Regions from separate parts of the Neogale vison genome. Here region 2 is linked to region 1. The links are chromatin contacts, called in public Hi-C maps. All regions are on one chromosome and are shown on one strand. Each heading gives the region's core, a stretch centred on a gene start, on an enhancer-like site or on the middle of the called end of the contact. The rest is flanking DNA. Distances are from core to core; before and after follow the strand shown. Region 1 holds the start of CLOCK (circadian locomoter output cycles protein kaput). Region 2 holds the start of SRD5A3 (polyprenol reductase).

Region 1 (4,138 bases), core at 902-3,401:
AGACAAAACCCACAAAGCAAATTATTTGGGAGAGGAGGATTTTTGTTTAATCTAGTTTATGAGTCTGTACCATAGTCAAAAAAATTTCTGAATACAAAGACATTTACGGTGTAAATCTCATTTCCCACCTCCCTTCCTCAGGCTACTACTTCTCCCTCTCTCCCACTGTTACTACTTCCCCAGCATCCTCCCAGAGTATCTTTATAATTGAAGAGCAAACACAAGTTCATATTCTTATTCCTCCCCCACATCTTAACACATAAAGCACATTATTCACACTGTCCTACACCTTGGGGTTCCCCCCTCTTTATAACGTATTTTGCAGATCTTTCCATGCCAGTGCACAAAAAGCTTCCTCATTCTTTTTCTCACGGCTGATCAAGACTAGCTCCACCACCACTTTCATTTGTCGTCTTCTGGCTAACCTCTAATGACATTCTGTTCATTCAAATACCTAATACCTGAGTTAGTTTCCTTCCCCCAACAAGATTTTAAAACAAACCAGATCTGAGGTGTCCCAGGAGAGAACTTTGAAGAAAGCAACTCATTAGCTAAATTACGTCCGTTTCAGAACGTTTGTTTTTCAAGCAGGTGAAGACACAAACATACCACAACTCTCAAATCACTAAAAATAAAGCGACAACTTAGAAAGCAATCTTCACGTGAAATTACCTTTTTTTTGATTTGGGGGATCAGCAGAATAGTCATATCAATAATGACTGTAAAACTTTCTTCTTGTGCTTTTCTTTCACTGTAAAGGAAAAAATAAAGGCTAGTAAGCCTTCCTAAGAGCAAGACAACGACCACCTGACTCGATCTTCAATCCCCAGATCAGAGGCCAAGACATTATCTCAGGATCCTGCTGACTTATCAACAGGACGACCTGTACCCCAACGAAACACTCTGAAGAATACAAGCTCTGCGGCGCTACGTGTTGGAAATTACACCCCAGGAGCCAGAGCGCCAGGACCAGATCCACAGACTCCAGCTTCGCGGGCGGAAAGGGATCTAGAACAGCCAGCCGCGGTGGTGACAGGGCGCGGGGAGGCGCGGGTCGCCAGAAGGAAGACCCGGCGCCGCGCCGCGAGCCCTCGAACCCGCGCAGTCTCCCGCGCTGGACGCGCGAAGCCGCGCGTTCCCCGGGAACCGAGCCCCGGAACCACGACCACTAACGGAACCAGCCCACGGGCGGAGGCCGCCGCTCGGACAGCGGACCGCGGCGCGCGGGCCGGCAGCCGGGAGGGCGGGGGTTCCCCGGAGGAGCTGGCCGCCCCGGCGCCCCATTGGGCCCCGCTCCAAACGTGCCCGAGTTGTGACAGGAATAAAGTGGGTCACAAGGCCTAGCGGGTCCCCAGCGAAAGCCCTCTCGGCACCGCGTCTCCGGCTTTCCCGGCCTCTGGAACCGGCCCCAGCCCGGAGGCGCGCTCCGGCCACCGGCCCCACCGTGCACCCCAATCCCGCCCCTGCCCCGCAGGTAACCCCGGCAGCCCCGGAGGGCCCCTCAACCAGGGCGCGACTCCACCCCAACTCCCGGGAAAAGGCACACTAGGGCGACAGGCAAAACTTGGGCTTCAGCTCCCGCCTTCCCCTCCCTCGGCCGCCGCCCCCCGGCCACACACACACACACACACACACACACACACACACCGCCCCCCGCTCCCTCCCCTTCTCCGCGCCCTTACCGTGTGGCTTGCGGCGGCTCCGGCTTTTTCCCTCCCCCACCCTGGAGTCTGGCTGCGGTGACTCGGAACCACTAACCCGGAGCGTCCAGGAGACACAGCGGCTCCCAGCACAAGCAGCACCTGGGGCTGAGTGGCGCACCCCCCCCCCAAAAAAATTCACCGCTACTGCCGCCCGCTCCTCCCCCTCCCTTCCCTTCCCCTCCTCCACCGGCACCGGGAGCACGCATGCGCCGCCGAGGCAAGCCTACCGACGGACTTCAGGCCCCGGGCCCACCCGGTGGGGCGCTACTCACCGGGAGCGCGCACGCGTCGGCGGCCAGATTTCCTTCGCGCTCTCGCTCTCGGGGGTTTCCTTTTTAAGCCGGTAGCCGCAAGCCCAGTCTGTGATTGCGCTCCCTGCTGGCGCATGCGTCGTCAGTGACCCCCGCGGGCTCCGACGGCCGGCGCTCAGTATTTGCCCCTCCCCTCACTCTCCCTTTCCCCGGCGCAACCCCGTGCGCATGCGACTTGCCCCGTTAGGCAGCGCGGAACCGCGGAGGGGATCCCGGGCGCCGATGAGACTTCGGCTCCCTCGGGCCGTGCGTCTGCGCCGTCTGCGGAGGGAAATCGGGATCTCCCCGGCGCCCCCTTCCCGGCTCTCATTACTGGAAAGCTGGGGAGGCGGGGCCTGCTCGGGTGGAGGGTACGGTCGGACCGGGGAGCGTTGGCGTTAGGTCCGGGCGGCTTTGGTTTTCACCGGTTGCGGGGAGCGAGGAGGAGGAGGGAGAGCTCCTTGCCGGATGAGGCACCCGGAGGCCCGAAAGGGGACCCTCTCTCTGTTGGCCAGCACGCCGGGGAAGATTTTCTGGGTGTTGGCAGACGGAAGGCTTTTTTCATTCTCCAGCGGCATCACTCGCGTTTCCTCTCTTGAGACTGGGAGAGGTTGTTTGCGAAGGTGGAGAGACATCCCGAGACGTCTTTTCCTTCTCCCTGAAAGGAGCGCGGCTCGGGTCGCTGCTTGTTGGTGGGTGGGCCTGCGGAGGCCGGGTCTGCGCCCGGGCTGCAGCGGGAGGTTAAAGGAGGTCAGGAGGTGTTCGTTGGGAGTTTTTCACCTGGCCTTAAAGGCCTGGCGACAGTTCAGTGGAAGATGGGGAATGAAGCAGTGGGATACACCAGGATCTGATTTGCACGGCTTCCCTGGTTAGAAAAATGTGTGACTTCCTACTTACGTTAGGGGAAATTACTTCCCTTGATGCATAAAACACAGTCCACATGGGAAAGCACTTTTCAGTAGTTCTAAGTGATTAGAAAAGAAGTTTATACAGTCCTAATTCCTAGTCTTTTTTTGTTGTAATGAATGTCCTTTGGATTTAAAATAGAAGCCATCTTGTTTCAAAAAAATAACCGTTTGGGCTGTAAATTGCTCCCTTGGAGGTAACATGCACCTCAGTAAGCATTTAAAATTCTTGATGGGGACTCCTGGATGGGCCAGGTCATGATCCCAGCGCTCTAGGATCGGATCGAATCCCACATGGGGCTCCTTGCTCAGTAGGGAGCCTGCTTCTCCTGCCTTGTGTTCCCCCAGCTTGTGTGCACTCTGACAAAATCCTTTTAAAATAATCAAACAAAATTCTTGCTGTATGCTCAGAGGAAAAAGAACATCAAAACTGAGGAACTTACCCCTCATCCTTCACCTGAGGATTTTCCTGTCAAGTGTGGGGAAAGAGGATTTGTTAAGCTACTCCATTATATAGCAGAAGGGATTTTAGTAGACCTTTTTGTTCTTCATTCCCTATTCTGATCATTTCCTTTGGGAAACTATTCACTCAGCCCATATGGCTGCGGCAGGACTCCAGGGTGAAAGCATATTTGAGTTAATGCTCGGCTTTAGGCTGGTTTTACCAAGAAGGGTGCTCTATCTTTGACAATGGATTTAAATTTAGCAAAAGGGGGGCCTGAAGCCATCTTTTCACTCATGGGTTATTCTAAGAAGAAAGGTAACTTGGGAAAAAAAGCAGATTAAAAGATGGAGATTTGGCCTAGATACGTGTTTGATGCCCTGAATCCAGTGTGGACTAAATAACCGAAATTTCAGTTAAATTAGTTCTTTCATACGTTTGTTTTATTGCTTAAACCAGTCACTTACTACTAAAAATTCCAAGGGATGCTGGTAGCCCCAGAGGAGGCAAGGTTGATAATACAGATAAAGTAGGTTGTAGCCAGACCAGAGGGTTTGAATGCTTCCCCTGCGGCATGGATGTTTACATTCTGTTCTGTTCTAAAGTGATCCCTCCTCAGTTCTACATCATCTCTAGACTTCATATCTTCAAAAATACCTTTGCCCCTTTTAATGGTTCCATTGTCCTCTTAGTCACTACTGTCAACTCATTCATCTTTGACTCCTTCCTTACTCTCTCTTTTTGTGTTTAATCATTTACCAAGACCTGTTGATAGTCCTGTTTTTCTGCTCCTCTGCC
Region 2 (4,212 bases), core at 632-3,131, 210 kb before region 1:
ATTTATTTATTTACTTTAGAGAGAAAGAGAGTGAGAGCAGGGGGAGGGGTAGAGAGAGAGGGAGAGAATCTCAAGCAGACACTCCACTGACCACAGAACCCAAGGTGAGGCTCAATCTCATGATCCCAAGATCATAACCTGAGCTGAAACCAAGCGTCTGACACTCAACTGACAGAGCTACCCAGGTGCTCCTTCCATATAAATTTTAGAATCAACTTGCTAAGTTCCACAAAAAGTTAGTATTTAATCAGGATTATATCTATTCCATAAATCACTTTGGGGAGAATTATCATCTTAACCAGTCTGTGAGCTTAGTATAGCTCTCATTTTAGATATGTCCTTTATAATACAAGTATGATTTTCTTTTCTTTGAAAAAGACTTACCTATCTCTTATGAGATTTAGTCCTAAACATAGTATTTTATTTAAAGTCAAATCTTTAAAACATTTATCTTCTGGTTTTGCTGGGAAATAAAATGATCAACAGTTATAAACTGATTTTGGTATTCAGCAACCTTACCAAAATGTCCAGTGAGTTCTAATATCTTATCTTAGACTCTATTGGAGTTTCTGACTATCTCCAAATAATGACAGCTTGTTTCTTATTTTGCAGTCCTTAGAACTTTCCTTTCTTTTTCTTACTTATTGAGCTGGCTGGGGTCTGTAGTAAAGCACTGACTCCAAAGGTTTCACTGAATTGATTGAATTTGGGTTTCAAATTTTGAAGGCTCAACCACCAGCATTTGCTAACTGTAGTTAGGCTGTGAGAGAAAGAGAGGAATCAAGGTTGAGTGCAAGGTTTTTGGCCTCAAGAACTAGTAGAACTGCATGGTCATTTACTGCTGGCAAAGCCAGAGATTTGTTTATCATATAGCACTGGTAATTAAATGAAGAAAGGTAAAAAACTGGCTTATGCTTATTGGTAATGATCTTTCTAACAGACGTTAGCCTGGTTTTCCACTTCTGAAATAATTCACTCCTGAAAGGATTTAAACATATACAAATGCTCTCAGCAGGGTTTGACTTGTGACTTCCTGTTCAGCCACTGCCCTCCACAGGGGGTTTGTCTGAATGTGAGCTGTACACTCTTTTGGCTAAAATCTGAACGAAGAGAGAGACAGTGAGAGGAAAAGAAAGATGACTTTTCCCTCTAGCGTCAATATTTCCTATTTTCTTACAGACATGTGCGCGCGCGCGCACGCACACACACACACACACACCCCTGTCTTGCTTTGCAACCTTTCCCAAGTCAAAGAATTAAAAGAGAATCCCTGTCACCCAGGAAGCTTGGTCCCTGCAAGTAGCTTGTCTGGAAAGATGTCCTAGAAAGACCAGCTGCATTTCTGCGGTGTCAACCTAAAAACAATGAAGAAAAATGAAGGGGTGACTCCGCCGAAGAGATCCTAAGTCATACGAAAAGCCCTCATTTCCCAGCCAGAAGGCCAATTTGACCATATGGTTGTTTGCAATCACAGCTATGTATTTTACAGTCGACTTATCTTCACTTAACCTCCTGTTCCTGCTACCCTAAACTGCGTTCCGTGTTTCTACCGCCTTCATCATTACCATGTTAATGTCTGCATGATATTACAACGTGTTATTGCAACACAACTTAACTAAATAGAGTGCACCATTCAGGATTGTTTCCATTTTTCCACTGAAAAATACAGCAATCAGGCTTGCAGCTGTTCGCATCACATTGTTGAATCATCTTTTGGGGTTCGCCTACAGGTCCGTGAGTCAGACTAGAGACTGAGGACAACCAAGGAGCGCCAGCGTGACCCCGCCCCCGGGGCGTGCCCTGGGCGGGGCCGCGCACGTCCGCGTCCCGCGCTGCGTCACCGACGTCCCGCCCACCCGGTGTGCGGCGCGCGAGCGGCCGCTGCAGCGCTGGCGGGTGGTTCGGGCCCTGGGAACACCGAGGCCCGAAGCGTCGGCTATGGCTCCCTGGGCTGTGGCCGAGCTCTGGGCGCTGAACCCACTGCGCGCTCTGTGGCTCACGCTGACCGCCGCCTTCCTGCTGACCCTGCTGCTGCAGCTAGTGCCGCCCGGCCTGCTCCCGGGCTGCGCGCTTTTCCAGGACCTGATCCGCTATGGGAAAACCAAGCGTGAGGGGCCGTCGCGCCCGGCCGCCTGCCGGGTCTTTGATGTCCCCAAGAGGTAACCGCGCCCCGGCTCGAGCCCGGGAAGCCGAGGCGCGGAGAGCCCGGGGCGCCCGGCCCAGGCAGCCGGCAGGGGGCAGCAGAGGCGGGCGCGGGGCCCCCGGGCCCGGGAGGCCCTGACAGGTCTCCGGGCGCGGCGGGCCTCGGCGGGTCTCTAGGGGCACGGCCGCGTCCGCGTCGTGGCCCGGGGGGGCGAAATGCCCCAAGAGCTCGCGGACACCGAGGATGCGGAGCCGCGCGTGAACGTGAACGTGAACGTGTGGCCGCACCGAGTCTTCCCCTGGGGGGAAGTAGCGCTTCCGAATGTAGGCCTGGTCACCCGGCGTCAGGTTATAGCCTTTTGGTCCCAAAGTTTCCTTTTAGCCCTCCCCTGCACTGTAGGGCTCGATCTAACTTGAGGTCACTCACTTGTAGACATGAAGGCAGGCCCGCCCTTCGCCTTTGCTTCTCTCATTTGTCTCCGACCTTCGAAGTCAGGACGAGGGGCGAGCCGCTGGTCACAGGGCGGCACCTCCTTCGGCCACACCGACCCTCCTCACTAGCACCTTGGCCCAGGAGTGCGCATTTTTGTCGAGACTGACCCCGAAGCTTTGACTTTCAACAGGTTTCATAACCAAGTTCAGTGAAAGATTAAATCTAAATCGTTAGGGCTTAAGTAGGGTTCTTTCAGAATTGTAAAGACTTGTAGTTTGCTTTGTTTGGGGTTTTTTTATTGTTTTACTTTGAATTCAGAACATAGCTGAGAAGAGTCAGCCAAGCACTTCTGGACGGTAGGAGAACAGCAGTGGCTCTTCTGTCTTGAAGGTGCATCGAAAGTTGAACGTTTAGGAAGGAATCTGGAGGAACGTGATAAGGTTTCAAATGTATTAAAACCCCAGGTTATCGCATGAACCTCTCAGAGACAGGGTCCCAGGTCCACAGACAAGAATGTGGCTGAATGTAACTTGGCTTCTGAAACATGGATAATCGCCCCCACTTTGGTCTGTTGGGAAAGAGATTCTTCAGGTGTTAACACTGAGAAGGAAGATGTAGGACATTCACAGGAAGAAGAAAGGGAATGAGGCCCTGGGAAGAGGTAGAAGTATTTAGGACAAATTAGTCAAACCCTGTATTTATTAGAGGCTCTTTTTTTTTTTTTTAAAGATTTTATTTATTTATTTGACAGAGAGAGATCACAAGTAGGCAGAGAGGCAGGCAGAGAAAGAGAGGAGGAAGCAGGCTCCCTGCTGAGCAGAGAGCCGGATGCGGGACTCGATCCCAGGACCCTGAGATCATGACCTGAGCCAAAGGCAGCGGCTTAACCCACTGAGCCACCCAGGCGCCCCTAGAGGCTCTTTTTAAGCAAACATTATCCATTATCCTATTTTTAATCAAGTTTGATTGCAGTACATCCTTTTGGGCTTTATAGCAATGGCATTCCCAGATTATCATTTTTTACTGTTATAAAGTGAAGCAAAAATATTTCTTAGTGTGAATTCTGACGAATTGTTTTCTGAATTCTGAAAAGGAGATTGATGTCCCTAGATTAAAGGACATATTTCAAGTCATTCCCTGCACTCCGCTGTTTCTCTGGCTCCCATTCCCCAGCTGTTAGTGCTCAAGCACTTGATTAGGTGACAGCTAAGAAAACAGACCTGGTACCTTTCCTTTATTCATTACTACTCTTTGGGCTTGTAATTTCTCCCATAATTTACACCTTTTTCTTCTTCTAGAATTCTAGAGTAGAACCTCCCATGATGTCCAAATGATGTTTTGTTTTCATTTTTGGTTTTTTTGTTATTTAAACCATTTCTTTTAGTATTGGAAGAAGATAGAGCAAGTCCAGGCCAAGAAAGAAAGACAAATGTGCCTAGATACTATATTTAAATATTTTTCCTTGTGCGAAATTCAGTTGTACTCTTAAAAGTGAACCTGTAATTTTTATACTTAGAGGCAGCTGTAAATCATATTTCTGCATTCACATTTCTGCATCTAAAATGGTGCTTACATAATTTTGTTTGGGGTTAGTTTTTCCTAAGGAGACAAGAATAAAACCTTAAATCAGTTCATGG

What was found. A called contact is a pair of places that touch in the nucleus more often than the background predicts.
Region 2: a Hi-C map of muscle shows a contact between it and region 1, with 6 times the contacts expected there. The contact joins the promoter of SRD5A3 here to the promoter of CLOCK in region 1. A contact is called at or near these places in 2 of 3 Hi-C or Micro-C datasets (fibroblasts and muscle).

The regions. Positions count from the first base shown.
Region 1 is chr11:24,031,827-24,035,964 of ASM_NN_V1, reverse strand. It overlaps CLOCK (circadian locomoter output cycles protein kaput), which reads right to left and starts at 2,151. Exons shown (of 23, transcript XM_044226114.1): 1 at 1,976-2,151; 2 at 673-751.
Region 2 is chr11:24,246,291-24,250,502 of ASM_NN_V1, reverse strand. It overlaps SRD5A3 (polyprenol reductase), which reads left to right and starts at 1,881. Exons shown (of 5, transcript XM_044224077.1): 1 at 1,881-2,159. The coding sequence starts at 1,939.